Linked DNA regions of Sus scrofa: region 2 is linked to region 1. A link is a contact called in public promoter capture Hi-C data. All regions are on one chromosome and are shown on one strand. Each heading gives the region's core, a stretch centred on a gene start, on an enhancer-like site or on the middle of the called end of the contact. The rest is flanking DNA. Distances are from core to core; before and after follow the strand shown.

Region 1 (4,253 bases), core at 1,517-4,016:
AAACAATGGTGATGAAATTTCATCCATAAATCAAAGTTGAAGGGTTTTTTTATTTTTCAAATTTATTGACATAAAGGTTGCTCATGGTATTTTGGGGGAGGGGGAGGGATCAGAGACCATGTCATTAATTTTTTTCTCCCCAGAGCCTAGCTAAATGCCCAAAATGCATATTTTCATTAAATGTTCATGTAATAAATGAATAAGTTAAAGAATGACAGAATGAATCATATCTTTCCCAAAGAGATAATCCTTTTATATGGAAAAAATATTCAGAATAACAATAGGAGTTGGACTGGAGTCCATGAGGTAGGTGTCCAAGCCTGCAAAGAACTTGGGGAGAGAGACCTAGGGCTGACATTACCCAAAAAGGCTGACAGTAGATGTAAGTAGCAAATGTTAAAGAGAATGGTAGATACTGTAGGGTTTGAAGGACAAAGGGGTTTTGCACCTATGAGAATGAAAGTACAAACCGAATGCCAATACTGCCTCCCAGTGACCCTTGGGATAAAAGCCTCTGTACTGAAGCACTTTCACAAAATAATAGCTTTCTCACATTGAGTGGTTCTGAGCTATGAGTTGTGCCAGGCACCTCTTAACCTCTCATTTAACCCTCACAACAACCCCTTGTAGACAGAGAACATGAAGCTTAGCAGTTAATTGCACTGGAACCAGAATGTCTGGCTCTCCCACTACAGACTTTGTGACCCTGGACAAACTACTTAAGTTCTCTACATATGTCCCATCTGTAAAATATGGATAATATTAGTATCTATCACATACATCCTTGACAACATAGCAAATGCTATCTAAATGTCAGCTATCATTAAACCCTTTTGCCTGATAAAAACTAATGTTAAATAAATCAAGCATACATAGGAACTCAATGCATATAACTTCCTTTGCTTTCTCCTCTTAAATCTTAACGCCCTAAAGCATGCCCCTTTAGTGGTCCTGAAATTTAAATAGAAGACTCTCAAATAGCCCAAAAAAGTCAGTTCCTAAAGGCAGCAATAAGGAATCTCCATTAAAGAAACGGAGAAACCTCCATTAAAAAGCCTATTAAAGGAGTTCCCGTCGTGGCGCAGTGGTTAACGAATCCGACTAGGAACCATGAGGTTGCGGGTTCGATCCCTGCCCTTGCTCAGTGGGTTGACGATCCGGCGTTGCCGTGAGCTGTGGTGTAGGTTGCAGACGCGGCTCGGATCCTGCGTTGCTGTGGCTCTGGTGTAGGCCGGTGGCTGCAGCTTCGATTCAACCCCTAGCCTGGGAACCTCCATGTGCCGCGGGAGTGGCCCAAGAAATAGCAACAACAACAACAACAAAGACCAAAAAGACCAAAAAAAAAGACAAAAAAAAAAAAAAAAAAAAAAAGCCTATTAAAAAGTGTGGTTCCACAAAAGAGAACTCTACAGGGCACTCTTGGTGCTATTAGAGTGAATCCCTTTCCAGCAAGGGATTCACCCAAAACAGGAAGCACAGGGATTGTGAAAATCAGCTAAGATTTATATAGTATTTCTAGGAATACTCAAGTAAGTATGATCTGCCCAGTGCCTAGTTTGACCACTTTGCCTATGCAAGATGAAGGGCCATGATCACTTTCAAATTAGGCTAATAATAACCCACTAGAGAGCAGAGAATACTCTCCTTGCTTTCCTACTATTATTGTGAAAATAATGGTTTTCAAATGACACAGCACTGGGGTGATTATCAGACTGCCCACCTCAGTCCACATTTGTAATGAAATGTATCTACCTGGTAAGACTGACTGGCAGATGTGCATGTCAAGAGTAAACAGGCTTCTTTCAAATTTGTAAAGCACTCCATGATTTTGCAAGCTTCCTCTGATTTTAGTATTCCTGGGTGTTCTGTTTAAGCGACAATGTAGAAACAAACGATGACCAGACCATATAAAAAAACAGAACTCTGACCCACAACCTCTCCAATGCCTACCTAGGAAACCAACCCCCTTATCTATATAATAAATAGCCCAAGAAGTCAGGCTGCTTTAAGTCAGACTTGTAGGAAATCAAACTAAAGTCTCTAGTGATATTCCAGGAAGCCAAATACCCTACATAACAATCCATCCAACATAGCCAGTACTTGATTAATAACTGACAGCTTCCCTAATTTTTGTCCCCACTCTCAATTTAGGACCAACCGCAGAAAGCCAAATATGCACCCCTAACCTATCACATAGGTCACATAGGATACCCCGCTCTGAGGTAGCCCACAGACAGCTTCCCCATAACAAATAGCTTTGCATTAGAAAAAGAGTGAAACCTGCCCCCCCAAAGCTTTCTCCCCTCCTCTGCCTGCGTTTGAGCCTTTGCCAAAATGTAATGTGATGTGGCTGACTCTATACATGGCAAGCTCTTGAATGAATAGCTTTTGCTTTTCTTATTTGGTTGGTCATCATTTATTTCCACATACTGGACCTAGTTATTCTATGAAGAACCAATTTCCAAACCCTCTTTAAAAAGATACTGGTTAACATTGTTTAAATGTGTTGTTTCTAAAACAGTCATAAAGTTAGCAGATAACATCTTTTTCACTTCATCTTAATAACCTTAATATGTTCCATGGCTCACCTTTCCGCAGATCTCCCTGCAATGAGCACGGCTTCCTTCTACCCACCAGAGAAGTGGACCTACATGTTAAATCTGTGAGTGAAGACCGTAGTAGCGCTCCCACACCCAAGCCAACCTCCAAAAGAGAACTACAATTCCCAACAGCCCCTGCAGATGGCTGGCCGCTGCCACTACGCGCCTGCGCAGTTGCGGAAGCTCGACTGTGCGGTTCCCGCCAATTCTCGTGCTAATCCTGCCTGGGTTGAGTTCTGCGTTTCATGGAGACGTTTGACCCTACCGAGCTGCCCGAGCTGCTTAAGCTTTATTACCGGAGGCTCTTTCCCTACGCCCAGTACTATCGCTGGCTGAACTATGGCGGAGGTGATGAAGGCGGGAGCGGGGTGGGAAATGGCTCGGGGTGGGGGGGGAGTGTGAGGAGGTTCTGGGAGGGTACCTTGGAATGACAATATGAAGTGCCTTCCATGTTCCAGGCCTTGTGTCGGGCGCCTTTGTGCGTTGCCTTGAGCCCTCCCCACCACTGCCGAGGTGTAAATGGGCCTAGAGTGGGATGTAATGACCAGTCTACACCACGCACTGAAAGACAGAGCCTTTGCTCCTCCCACTTTGTGTTTGAACTCACTTTCGTTGCAGCGTTTACCTGCTCTGATGCAGTGTTAATCTTCTCGGTTCCTGAGCGAAGGTGGCGGAGGTGGCGGGGAGCAAGGGAGTCCACTGGGTTGTAGCAAGAAGCTGCAGAGACATAATCTGCATCAGGGACAGACGGGCATCTCCTGAAAGAGGAGAGGTACTTAACTCTTCCCAGCTGAATTTGAGTGCCCACCTAGGAAAGAGAGGTGGTACTACATGAAAATATTTCTGCATCTTTTTCCTCATTTTTACCTTTCCCTATTAAATGCAGGATGGTGAACTCCTTCAAATTAGGGACTAGTTCTTGGTTTTGGTTTTTGTTTTAATGTAGCACAGTGTTGAGTACAGAGGGTTCGTGAAAGATATCTTCTTGTTGGTTAATGTTTTAATACTCTGAACTGGATAAAATACCATACTAACTTTTAAAATGTATGTTCATTTTGCAGTGGTAAAGAATTACTTTCAACACCGTGAATTTTCATTCACGTTGAAAGATGACATTTACATTCGCTACCAATCTTTCAACAACCAGAGTGAGCTGGAAAAGGAGATGCAGAAAATGAATCCATACAAGATTGATATAGGCGCGGTATATTCCCACAGAGTAAGAAATCAGTTTTTTATGTAGTTTATTGTTTTTTTAAACCAAGAATGGATTGGTGCCCCTAGCGTTTTGAGATACATTTTTAGAGTTTATTCTAATTAAGGAGCCACACTTTAACAGTTTTTGCAAGTAGATTGTAGTGAAAATAAAATTTGTTCTTTGATGGGAGTTCCCGTTGTGGCGCAGCAGAAATGAATCCGACTAGGAATCATGAAGTTGCAGGTTTGATCCCTGGCCTTGCTCTGCAGGTTAAGGATCTGGCGCTGCCATGAGCTGTGGTGTAGATTGCAGTCGAGTCTGGGATCCCACGTTGCTGTGGCTCTGGCGTAGGCCGCGGCTACAGCTCCAATTTGACCCCTAGCCTGGGAATCTCTACATCTCTACAGCGGGCCCCAGAAAAGGCAAAAAGACAAGAACCAAAAAAAGAAAAGAAA
Region 2 (4,314 bases), core at 1,558-4,057, 200 kb before region 1:
GGATCTGGTGTTGCCGTGAGCCGTGGTGTAGGTTTCAGATACCACTCAGATCTGGTGTGGCTGTGGCTGTGGTGCAGGGTGGCAGCTGTGGCTCCGATTTGGCCCCAAGCCTGGGAACTTGCCTATGCCATGGGTGCAGCCCTAAAAAGCAAAAAAAAAAAAAAAAAAAAATCCTGTCTATTGTATTAGGTCATTTTTATGGGCCTCCAAGCCTTCCTTGGATGCTCAGTGTGGTCCACGATGTCCCAAAGATTAAAAATGATGACCCTAGGAGTTCCCGTCGTGGTGCAGTGGCTAACAAATCCGACTAGGAACCATGAGGTTGAGGGTTCGATCCCTGCCCTTGCTCAGTGGGTTAACGATCCGGCGTTGCCGTGAGCTGTGGTGTAGGTTGCAGACACGGCTCAGATCCCGCGTTGCTGTGGCTCTGGCATAGGCCAGTGGCTACAGCTCCAATTCCACCCCTAGCCTGGGAACCTCCATATGCCGTGGGAGTGGCCCAAGAAATGGCAAAAAGACAAAAAAAAAAAAAAAAAAAATGACGACCCTAGAATGTTTCTCATGGACACAGGCCGGGACCAAAAAGTAGGGTAGGGCTTCAGGGACTCAGCCCTGGGAATTCTGGGAAATTTCTTGAGTGAGGGTGAAACCCCCTCACTCTCCCTCACCTTCCTGAGAGAGTGTGGGTGGGTGTGCGTGCTAGTCTAAGGAAGAGGAGGCTTGGAGAGAGAGACTGAGACTGGAAGCGCCCCGGGTTACCCTTCCCCAGGGGAGTTGGCGCCATCCATAAGCCTCTCATAATTCCTCAGCTCTTCCCCCTTCACTTTGCTGTCCCTCCCCTCCCTCCCCTCCCGCCTCTCCTTCAAATTCCCCCACCTTCTGACCTGAAGCACCTCCCCTGGGGTCTCCATAGATGTGCTGTTTCTTGCTGATTCCAGATTTATGCCATTTTTACTGATGTGTGTTAAGCACCTAATGCGTACAAGACAGAAATCTCCCTTGAATTTTCCAGTGCTTCCTGAGGCCCCAGCTTCCTAAGGTTTCCTCCTTTTTTTTTCTTTTGTCTTTTTAGGGCTGCACCCATGGCATATGGAGGTTCTCAGGTTAGGGATTGAATTGGAGCTACTGCTGCTGGCCTACACCACAGCCACAGCAACACAGGATCCCACAGCAACATAGGATCCAAGCCACGTCTTTGATCTACACTGCAGCTCATGGCAGCTCCGGATCCTTAACCCACTGAGCAAGGCCATGGATCGAACCTGTGTCCTCTGAACAATAGTTGGGTTCTTAACCCACTGAGCCACAATGGGAACTCCAGATTTTCACCCTTTTGATGACAGCATACGGATTCTTAGACTCCTAGAGAGCTGGAGTTCAGGGGACTCACTGAAGTCATCCTTATTCCACCACCTCATTATAAAGATGAGGGAGATGGGGGCTTTGGGGAATTTCATCTTGTCAGACAATGTAAGAAATGCAAGTGAAAAAGGATGTGGAGCAGGTTGTTGCAGTGGACACCCATTCATCTCTGTCAGATGCGAGGCACTGCCCAGTCCTGGAAATACAAAGTGATAAGACTCAGCCTTCTCCCTCCAGGGGCTGTGAGTCAGCAGTTCACTAGTGCTCAGCACAGTCTTGAGTGTTGCTTTATTAACAAGAAACCATTGCTTCAGACTTAACCTGCAGTTTCTGGATTTCTATCATTTCATTCCCCACAAATATGATTATTGAGTCAGTTTGTAGCCCCATGGGGAAAGGTGTTCAAGGGGTTTGGCCCCACCTCCAGAAGTCCTCTGCAGAGGATCAGGGAAAACTGGAGTGATTAGGACTCTAGTTTCTGCTAGCACTTACTGAAAGACACAAACCGCTGATTCTTCCTGTAGGGCTCCACCTGCGGCTAAAACTCATGAGCCCCACCGACAAAGAGGTCCTTCTCTTCAAAGACACTCAGAGCCACAGCATATCTCACCCCACTCTCTGGTCTCCTTCCTGGGGTGGGAGAAGCAGGTCCCGTTGGTAACTTGAACAGGGCTGGAGACCAGTCCATCAGAGGCCACAGGGGTGCCATGTAGGAGGTGCACTGCTCACCAGCTCTGTTCTAATCCCTCTAGAGACTGGGATCCTCCCCTCCCTGTGAAAGCCCTCCATACAGAGCTTTTCTGGGGACCAGTCTCTAGTCCCTTCTTGAGCCTCCCGGGGGGCAGCTCCCTTGTCCTCCCCCTCTTCACCCTGATACAAACTCAACTCCCCCCTTTTCCCAGGGATTGGGTTTCCCAGCCCTCCCTGCTTGGGGGACTTGGATTTCCCATTAACTTTTATCACAGTCCAAACCAGTCTTTTGTGCCCATCTTCCCTCAGCATCTGAGTGGTCTGGTTTCTGGGTGTGGTGCAGGGCAAGGCAGGACCTCGGCACAGATGGGCATACAGAGGGCAGTGTAGCTGGGCACCCAGGGCTGTGGGCAGGCATCTTCAATTGATTATTCTATTGGTCAAAATTTCCAATGATTATTTTACCGTTAAAATGCCAGTTGAGACATTTACGCACTCAGATGCATGCTAGAGCTTCACGGTTAATCTGATGACTCCAGATTTTTAAATTACTATATACACGTGCACACACACACACACACACACACACACACAAACAGGCGCACACACACATGTAAAAACAGAGAGACACAGAGGAAGCCCCAGACATAGTATACAAACTGAAATCAAAGCATCAATTATTCACTTTATAACTTGGTGGTATGTGTTTTGAAGGTTTGGACGCACACCCAGGAATCCTCTCCCAAATGTCAAGAACTGGGAGGTTCCAAGGCCCTGGACACCTCACTGATCCTACAGGGTCAGGGCTGCACTGAGATAGTGTCCACTGAGCACAGTGTGGACTGTGACTCAAGGTCCCCAGCTCAGACAAGGCAGAACAAGAAGTGCACAGCAAAGAAAAGAAGGGCCTGCAAACCAGCCCAAGTCCTCCCCCCAGGCCCCCAGCAGAGCCCCCTTCCTCCTGCTCCAGGCTTCCTGCCTTGGGGAGAGAGCCATCTCTGGTCTGAAGGACACGTGCAGGGCTGGAACCCATGCCAAGGGGCCGCATGCAGCTGCTCTAAGGACGTTTTTCCACTCACTGCTTCCGTTGCGTGTCCTGGTCCTTTCTGAGAACAGGGTGGGTGAGTCCCCACTGCAGCTCTCACACCCTGCAAGCCCCAGACAGTCAGCCAGCACCTGAAGGCAGCGTTTTTCTGTACATTTTGGGACCTCGCTCCAGGTAGGAGGGCTGCATATCTCTCGGGCTGGAAACAAGCGTGCACAGTTAGTGCCGCCTCCTCCCCTGGTAGCTGCTCCCCTGTTGCCTTCGGGTCCCCCTGTCAGAGGACCCATTCCAGGCTGGCAAGATGGAAGGAGTGGGTGTGGGATGCCCTCTTGACAGTGGTCCCGCTGAGACGCTGCGGGGCGCCAGCAGAGGGCGCACGCGTCCTGAGCAGCCCGCCTGAGGCTCACAGGTGCTGCCTGGAATCTGGGGGAGCTGCCCGCCCAGGACGTCCCTGTGGGGACTCTTGTCAGTGAGTCTCCCTGACAGGGTCGCCTCCCCGGAACGTCTCCTTCAGGCCCTTGCAGCTCCCAGGTGAGTGAGTGTCGCCTCAGGCCGCTTTGCTCTCTTACTGACTCTCCCGACCTTCCCTTCCCGGGAAGCTGGTTCCCACCTGGAATGCGGTTTGAAACCCCTGAGAGCCCCGCGAGCCTCACTCTAAGGTCAGGATTCAGGAGGAGGAAGCCGGTGGCCTGAGGGCTGGGACGTTGTGCTGCAAGGCTCCTTGGGATGTTATGGCTGCAGGCTTAGTGGTCTCGGAGCAGCAAAAGGTCTGTTTCTCTGAGTAAAGAAACCGCGACCTCATGTGTCAGCAGGGGTTGTGTTTGCCCAGGATGTGCATGTCCCCTGGCTTCCCGACAGTGTCCAGGGCACCATCCTTCATCCTTGGCTTCTTCCTCCTCCCCCTGTGGAAGCCCTTGTGGGAGGGTCCCGGTCGAGCCCCAGGAGGCAGGGACGGGCTGGCTTCTGCAGGACCAGGCTCTCGATTGCTGCGGCCACCTGCCACGTTGAGGGACAAAGACTCTCAGGACCACAGTGAGCTCCTGCAGGTGACAGTTCCAAGGAGAGGCCGAGTCTGTGCCCGGCTCTGTGTTTTCCGGCTGCTGGGGGAGGGGGGGGCGGTTCCAGGGGCACTTGAGCCTCTGGTTCCTCGGGGCAGCCTCTCCTTCCTTCGCTGCCAGGGCCTCTGGCCTGAGCTGCCTCGGCGGTGGGAGGTGGGA

Evidence for each region. Promoter capture Hi-C pulls out the DNA fragments that hold promoters and counts their contacts.
Region 2: a promoter capture Hi-C map of liver shows a contact between it and region 1, with 8 times the contacts expected there. The contact joins the promoter of LOC100626199 here to the promoter of PRIM1 in region 1. A contact is called at or near these places in 1 of 5 promoter capture datasets (liver) and 1 of 47 Hi-C or Micro-C datasets (skeletal muscle).

What each region holds. Positions count from the first base shown.
Region 1 is chr5:22,087,954-22,092,206 of Sscrofa11.1, reverse strand. PRIM1 (primase (DNA) subunit 1) reads left to right here and starts at 2,766. Exons shown (of 13, transcript NM_001243669.1): 1 at 2,766-2,948; 2 at 3,662-3,819. The coding sequence starts at 2,846. It overlaps LOC100620470 (17-beta-hydroxysteroid dehydrogenase type 6), which reads right to left and starts at 2,711. Exons shown (of 6, transcript XM_003355459.4): 1 at 2,589-2,711.
Region 2 is chr5:22,292,438-22,296,751 of Sscrofa11.1, reverse strand. It overlaps LOC100626199 (retinol dehydrogenase 16), which reads left to right and starts at 2,807. Exons shown (of 5, transcript XM_021091810.1): 1 at 2,807-4,314.